Regions from separate parts of the Bombyx mori genome. Here region 2 is linked to region 1. The links are chromatin contacts, called in public Hi-C maps. All regions are on one chromosome and are shown on one strand. The core of a region is the stretch at or near the end of the contact, and the rest is flanking DNA. Distances in the headings are between cores, read along the strand shown. Region 1 holds the start of LOC101744692. Region 2 overlaps LOC101737011 (protein tipE).

Region 1 (3,989 bases), core at 650-3,149:
AAACGACCTAGCTCACTTTGCCCTTTCTCTCTCTCCACGGTCGAGTGGTTCGCGAGACGCTCTGTCTGTTTTCTCTCTCTCACTCGTCCTAAATTGTATCTTTTCTCTCTAGCCGTAACGAATCTGCCGCGAGTTAAATTTTATTCTCAAAGCGCTTAAAAAAGTTTCATTTCAAAATTAGACATTAAATCTTAAAAGCGGTTTAAATTGAGGCAGTCAGCGCAAAATTGTCCTAAGCTTATCATAGTTAAGTATGGAGATAATGAAATTGGAATTTACTTTTACACTGATTCGTAGGCCAAAATAATACGCTCTATGAGACTAAGGATAGGCCCGTTTTGCATCAAAATTTATTATGTTTTAAATAAATTGCAATATATAAGCGCGAATATGAAAAATTGTGGATTAGACCACTTTTGCACTGACGACCTCAATTAGAAAGTCGATGGGAATAATTATTCCCTTGAATTTCCTTTTACCTGCCAGTCACCGCTCTTCAAGTTGACCACTAAATCCGGCTTGACCTGGACGTCCTCCGCACAATCAGCCTGGAATGCTCTCAGGGCCCGGACTTCATTCTCTTTCTCTCGCATCAGATCGTCAGGATCTCTCGTCACGATATCGTAATAATAGTCCTGGAAATACACTAGTGGCTCCCGATCCATTAACGGTGCTTTTAGGTACCATAAGCACCGGTCACCGTCCCCGTCGAACCCGTCGCTTGCGACGAAGGGCTCGACGAGCGAATTAACCCATAGACACAGCCAAAGTTTCTCGCCGGATCTTCTCAGTGGGTCGCGTTTCCGGTCCGGTGGTAGGTGCCGCGAAGCACTGCTCTTACTAGGGTCAGTATCACTCCGGTTTGAGCCCCGTGAGCTCACCTACTAGTTAAGGTTACGCTGAAATAGCCTCTCAAGGCTATTCTATCAGCTTAGGTAGGAAAATAAAATGAACTACCGTCTATTCTAGTCTAAAAATTAAATGAACTGCCTCACGGTATTTCTAGGCAGATATAGCCCTAATTGAGATTACATCCACAGACATTTTTTATTAACCTTCTAGGCAGACGAGCATACGGCCTATCTAATGGTTAGTGGTTACCGTCGCCTATGGACGTCAGTAATGCCAGGGGCAGAACCAGGCAGCTGCCTACCGAAACATCTAATCATACCACCATAATAGCACAAGTCACTCACGAATCCGTTTAAGATATTAGGATGTAAGACCGCGTGGCTATTCTAATAGCCTATGAGTGCAAGAAGAGCCTTGTCTATCAAGCTAGACCTTATCCTTGCCGATGACAATGGGCGACTGTGCCCCTGTTCCTACTTAGTAACGCCTCCCCGAAAACAATATACAAACTGTATCATGCCACCATTTTAATTCCCATACGAGATAAACTAATTTATCGCTTCCGACGGCATCTGAATAAAAATAATGACCAATTAAATTAAATTAATTCAATTAAATAATTAATACCTCTGGCATGAACTGCCCACAGCACAGAAGACCGTAATTCAATAGTATTACGAAGGAACGCATTTCTTTCGACGCTCCCATTTTGAATGGTTCACTTTTGTTAACCATCACTCTTCATATACGATCCAAGTGACAAAGGGATATGTAAGTTGTTTCCATAACAACGCAGTTAGATCGATAATATTTTAATAAACCACTATTGAACACTAATGATAACATTTCGTTAATGTATTTAATTTAAAATAATATAACGCAATAAGAAGAATAAGGCTTGTTTTTAACTTCTGTTTTTATGCTAGAAAGTTTTTTTTGTATATTATGGTCTTAAGTAATATGTAATATTTCGACAACAGGGACCAAAATATTTGATAAATGTGAGTGCGTGTGTGCAACTTTTCAAAATAAATAATATAAGCCTTATTTGATTTTCATGGACTTTGGTATGACTTTCTTTAAATAATTCCAGAGGTTGAACTCGCAAGAACTAAACAAAAACACACACACACGATTCATTAGGTCGGGTAGTTGTGAATAAAAACAAAAGTCTCCAGTACTATTGCTCTTTATTGTTGTACTAAAAATATTAAATTCGCCAAAAAAGTAAACGTTGCTCTCACTTAAGCATATTATTCACACGTTACTTATTGTACTAACAAAACCCTGTAAATTCTGCTGCTAGCTGCTTATCTTTGTATGAGATGAAAGAAATCACCAAGAAACATCAAACGAGATAAACAAAGCTATGACGAACACAGAAGAAAATTAAATTTTGGTTCTCGATCGAATATGTTACAACAACTAAACAAAATTTATCGAACAGATATAGATTAAAGTTAGAATAATAACACCATACAAGATTGCAATATTCTCCGATATAATCATGATATCGTCTAGATAAACACGTCCGAGCTATTTAACACTAATGAGGTATGGAACGGTTGGGTTGGATTATGTGTTTACAAGAAAAGAGCGTGCTTCGGGTCTTTCTCGTGGTAGCATTTCACATAATTCCAGGCTGTTTGGTGAGGGCTGTTGCCTTTGTTGGCCAGGCAAGCGTCAATCAGCTTCTCTACTTTCAATTTGTCTTCTGTAAGAGGGAATAATTGTGCATTACGAGCAAGTAAATCCAAGTCAGAGTGAAACTTCTTTCATGATAGAAACATACATCTATTTACAATGCTTAAGGATTTTATCCTAAGATATTATTCCTGTGGAGTCCGAACTTTCAAAGGTTGCTTTATTTTTGGGTAACTAATATAATAAATAATAAATATGATGAGAATTAGTTCAATTTTGGTGTATTTTTTCTAGTTAGACTATCATGTCATCGAGTCACCCCACCACCAGTAATTACGCAAATTACAACTATAACCGTTTGATTTTTATGAAAAAATATAATTCCTTCATTACGGAAATCATTCGTGAACATGTTAGTATTAAATACGTATTTCATTAGAAAAAGAGGTACTGGCGTGAGGGAACACTAGTATGGTCGCAATGCTCCATACAAGTTCATTGGTTGTCTTTTCTATTAGATGTTTAGGTTTCTAAAATAAAGAATTCGCGTATTCCGGTTTTGAAAAACGAGTAGCCTGTCGTTAATATTATATATAAAAAAATATATATATATAATATAATGAGTCTGTAACCTCATGTCGCGAGGTATGTGGCGAAAATAAGAGTATATGGATAGGATGGTAAGCAAACAAATTAGTATCGTCTGTTGCATACCTACAAAAAGTTACATATCACACAGCCATCCCAGAAATAAATGACATTTGAAAACTGTTGACATAAGAAAAGCATATTTTTTTTTTGTAATAAAATGTATCTCACAAACCAGCATTAGGCACTTTAGCCAGAGCGACGTCCTTCTTGAATTTCCCGTCCTTGGTCATCAGCTGTGATTTGATCAGCATACATAGAGCATACTTCTTCAATGGTTCGTTTTCAGTCTGTTAAAACACATTTAAAATGTCATTATGAAGTTCATTAGAAATTGGGAATAAACATGTCTTTAAGTTCGGTAATCAACAAAACTTCTTGTATCAATAGTTCATAGTTTCAATATTGGATGGGGATACTGTGATCTGAACATAAAAAAATGTCCCGTTACACACTAAATGGACCAATATATTGAATGTCTCATAAGAACAGAAAAAAATGTGGTCGATATAAGATGTTGTATGTTATTGTGCGCAATTGGGAATACCTTGAACAGTTAATTGTCGGTAAGTGCCGGTAAATTAGGCCAGTTGTGCTGCATAAGTAGGAAGAGCCCTTTCAAGGTAATTTTAAAATTACTGTCATAAATTATAATGGATTTAGGAAACGGTCACTCTCGATGTGCTGAAACGGTATTATACAATTTGCATTGGCCCGTGTACGCAAAGGCCTGAAGTCTAAAATATCCTATCTATCTACTGTAAAATATTTGGATTAGGTTCCAAATTCCAGCGCATTGCTTACCATAGACATAGGCACATTGGTGGTGATATCAAACCAGAGTA
Region 2 (4,047 bases), core at 140-2,639, 42 kb after region 1:
TGTAGGCGCTTTATAGTATTGTGTTTTTCTTCTTCATAATGCCGTAATTTATTATTATAACTTTAAAAAAAAATTACAATTCCTTCACTAATTAATCGAAAGGAACTTCGTTCCATCCGGGTGTCCCTTGACACCTCTGAAGTTTGTAAATTATATCATTTTAAAAGAAAAATATTTTAAACATGAATATACTATAATATTTAAATACACAAAAAAAATATTGTATATTTTAGTTTATTTCGTATATGAAAATTTTTTTTATAAACTATTAATGCAGTGTGTTGTAGTAAGTAAATAATTTTTATCTTTTTTTTTTGTGTGCCGCCAAATTTTGAAATCGTTAAATATGTGCCGCACAACAAAAAAAAGGTTGAGAATCACTGGTGTAGTTAGTTAAGAGTGAATCTTGAATCATTATTTCGAATTCCTTATTAATTGATAATGTTCTATGTATTATTTCAAGCTTATCGCGTTTAATTGTATTTATATAAAACTTAAATATTTTTTTCGTTTTTATTGTAACTAACACAAGTAATATTTTCTAAAACAACTATTTTAATAATTTACGACACTTTGTACAAAGTTTCTTTGAGATTATGAAAATAGCATTTCTCGTAAGTATTAAGTATTACTGTTAATTTTAAATATTTTCAAAAAAATTATTACTTTTAATGCGTGAATTATTTGTCTAAGCTACAAAAGTATTTAAAAAAAAAACATTCTAATACAAATACCTTGTTGATTTTTATAAATTCACTTACCCATGTATATTACGTTGTAAATAACATTTTCAATTTGTTCTTAACGTGCAAAAATTAAGTTATGGAAAAGAAAATTGTTAATTAAAAGATAAATAAATATATATATTAATTCCATAAATAGTATATAATATATAGTAAACGTTTGTAAATGCAATTAAAAATCGCTAAAATGCAAGCGGAAAGGTTCAAAAAATGTTTGACGCCTTTTCATTTCAAACTATTGCCTTATGAATGTTTTGTACATAATTAAATTAAAATGATACTAAAAAAAAAACGTTAGTAGGAAATAAAACACTTATTGGCTTCATTTTTTTGGTTTTATTTATTCTGGCACCGGCAATTACAGCGAAAACATCGACCTCATATTTTAAGGTTCGTTCATTCATATTGTTATAGTAATGGGTTCCGGTAGCCTTCTAACACCAGTGTGCTTAGTGCGAGTTTTTTAACGTTCCCGATAGCGTAAAAGTTAACTCAAATCTGTGTGCAGTTGGAACAGCGTCCCTAGCGGCAAACGTAGGCAAACGTTCCAACTCCATACAAAGTTAACTTTTACGCTATCGAGAACGTTAAAAAACTTGCACTAAGCACAATGGCTGATCGCTGTGAGATCTATCAGATAGCTTGATCTTGAATGGTACGCAGTCGCCCGGCTCTGCCAATGTCATTATCAATGATCTTAGATGGTGGTGACAGCTTATTACGAAAAAGGAAAAAAGGATTTACAAAAATATTTTTTGGTATTTACAATTTCTCTTCAGAACAATTTAGATAGGCACAACTTTTGCAATTATATTATACAATTTTTTTAATTTCTATTTCTAACATTGATCTTTCGTCACTAATCCTGCTGGTCCTTGACCTATTACAGGCGATACTCCGGCCACCGCAACGGCTTTTAATGGTCTGAAAAAAAATATAATACCTATAATAAATAACATCTTGGGTTTTGTAATAGTGACATCTCGTGGATACGTTTTGTACTATATAAACTTTTTCTCATAACATTAAATTTCCAGTTCATAAATTTTGCAAACAGCGCCATCTGTTACTATCACGATAATACACTTTCAAACGTTTCAATTTTTAAATATTTTCATTTTATCAAACTAGATGTCGCTTGGATAAACTTTATTTATTAGTTTTCATTAAACACCATAGATGGCGCTAAATTTAAATTTACTCACTTGAAACCGAGTTCTTCTGGAGGCACTCCTAATTTCACTAGTTTCGCTTCGTAAGTCGCGAGTAGATCATCATGCGCCTTCCGAAGTCGTGCGGCTTCATACCGAAGATCTTCTACTTGGGTGTCTTTGAGTTTGAGCAGTTCCTTTTTAAATTAATTAATACTAAGTGAGTACAATGTAAAACCCATGAAAAAGTTACTACTGTTAAGAGGAAGTCTTTTTTTATTTAGCGCATACATAAGTGGACGAGCTCACAGCCCACCTGGTTTTAAGTGTTAAGGTCGTGTTTCCGATCCGGTGGTAGATTCTGCGTAGCACGGCTCTTGCTAGGGATAGTGCTAGCAACGTCGTCAGGTTTGAGTACCGTTAGCTCACTTACTTGTTAAGGCTACGCTGAAATGGTCTCTCAAGACCATCAGCGTAGGTAGGAAAAAAAAAGGAAGAGGGGCGAAACAGCCGGATTCATTTATCGGTAATAAAAATATTAACTCACATGCAATTCTCTCGGTCCTAAATCTCTTGCTTCCATATTTTTCAACTTGGTTTCCAGTAGGGCCGTTTTCAACGAAGCCCTCTGTTGTACTTCTAGTACGGCCCTCGAAAATCTAGCCTTCAGCTCGTCTCTTTCAGCTAGCACTCTGTCGAAGCGTATTTGTAGCACTTCGTATTCCCATTTCAAGACTTCGAACTGTTTCTCTAGGGTTGCTAGCTGTTTCGTTTTTGCCTGTATTTTAATATAGTTATTGATTTAATAAGGTGGATGACGGCATTATATATTATGTACTTAACTGTAAATGTTCACGATTGACTTCCACGGTGAAGGAATAACATCGTGTAATAAAAATGAAACCCGCAAAATTATAAGTTGCGTAATTACTGGTGGTAGGACCTCTTGTGAGTCCGCACGGGTAGGTACCACCACCCCGCCTATTTCTGCCGTGAAGTAGTAATGCGTTTCGGTTTGAAGGGTGGGGCAGCCTTTGTAACTATACTGAGACCTTAGAACTTATTATGAAGGTGGGTGGCGGTATTTACTTTATAGATGTCTATGGGCTCCGGTACGGAATAGATAAATAAGGTTGGAAAGGCCTTTGCTCTAATTTTGTATTAGAACCAGTGTCGCCGCTTCATCCCCACTATTTTAATTTCTACACATACACACACTGTGATTACAAGTATTTCGCACACAACAAAAACACCCACACATAAATCTCAGGACAGATATTCGTTCGCAATTAGCACAAAACACCCGTAGGCATACACACTCACACACGCAAAAAGGCAATAAAAATGTTCATACACGCTAGTGCTTGGTAAAATCGATATTCTTTATCGATAAATTATCTGATGAATGAATGGAGAAAATGAAACATGAAATAAATATTGAAAAAAAAAAACTATTTTACTTTTATTAATTACAAATAGTCACTGTCGCTGGAATAAAACGTATTTGTTAAGCAGTTGGCGCTTGCTATTAATTGCGAATGAATTTTTCAGAACTAAGTGTATTATGATTTTTTTTATGGTAAAATCATTTTCAGTAAAATGTTTAGAGCAAATAGTACTCGTCTTTGTCTCCAGTTTCCTCTACCTGTCACGTCAATCCATTGTTCCCTGGCGTTAGGTTCTTTAGGAAACCTAAAATTTTTTATTTACTGCATAAGTCAAATGGCATTTTATTTAGATTTTAATACGTCTTAGACAATATAGTAAATACCCGTAAATGAGAGGTCTACATGTCCCTTTATATTATACCTTCACTTTAATTCAATGATAATAATTCAATAATAATAATACATATTTATTTTACTCAAAATACGTCTCACTAAGAATATACTAGGTATCATTAATTAAATATAAAATAATGCAAAAAATATCCATGTCAAATGTAAATATAGTCGAGAATTCTGTCGATGATTTTATTTCACCACATGGTCACCTCACTATCGACAAACTAGCGCCGTGCACCACGGCCAATCAGGGCAAAGGCCGAAATTTCAAAGATTGAAGTGTAGAGAACGCAATGCATGTAGTACATTGGAAGCTGACTTGGTCATTGCGTTCATTGGGCGAGTACACATCGCGCAATGTATGCTATT

Evidence for each region. Hi-C and Micro-C count contacts between places; a contact is called where the count stands out from the background.
Region 2: a Hi-C map of middle silk gland shows a contact between it and region 1, with 2.3 times the contacts expected there. The contact joins the enhancer-like site here to the promoter of LOC101744692 in region 1. A contact is called at or near these places in 2 of 7 Hi-C or Micro-C datasets (middle silk gland and whole pupa).

The regions. Positions count from the first base shown.
Region 1 is chr7:2,371,576-2,375,564 of ASM3026992v2, forward strand. It overlaps LOC101744692, which reads right to left and starts at 1,900. Exons shown (of 4, transcript XM_004923246.5): 1 at 1,480-1,900; 2 at 480-635. The coding sequence starts at 1,587. It overlaps LOC692904 (sericotropin), which reads right to left. Exons shown (of 4, transcript NM_001046747.1): 3 at 3,320-3,434; 4 at 2,026-2,566. The coding sequence ends at 2,436.
Region 2 is chr7:2,414,377-2,418,423 of ASM3026992v2, forward strand. It overlaps LOC101737011 (protein tipE), which reads left to right. Exons shown (of 3, transcript XM_012697595.4): 3 at 1-1,068. LOC101744828 (dynein regulatory complex subunit 4) reads right to left here. Exons shown (of 7, transcript XM_012697598.4): 5 at 2,442-2,672; 6 at 1,949-2,091; 7 at 1,057-1,667. The coding sequence ends at 1,583. Among protein-coding and RNA genes, the nearest start is that of LOC101744828, 4.2 kb to the right of the region's middle. Within about 2 kb of position 1,390, at least 7 of the 8 cell types and tissues checked have open chromatin away from gene starts, as enhancers often do.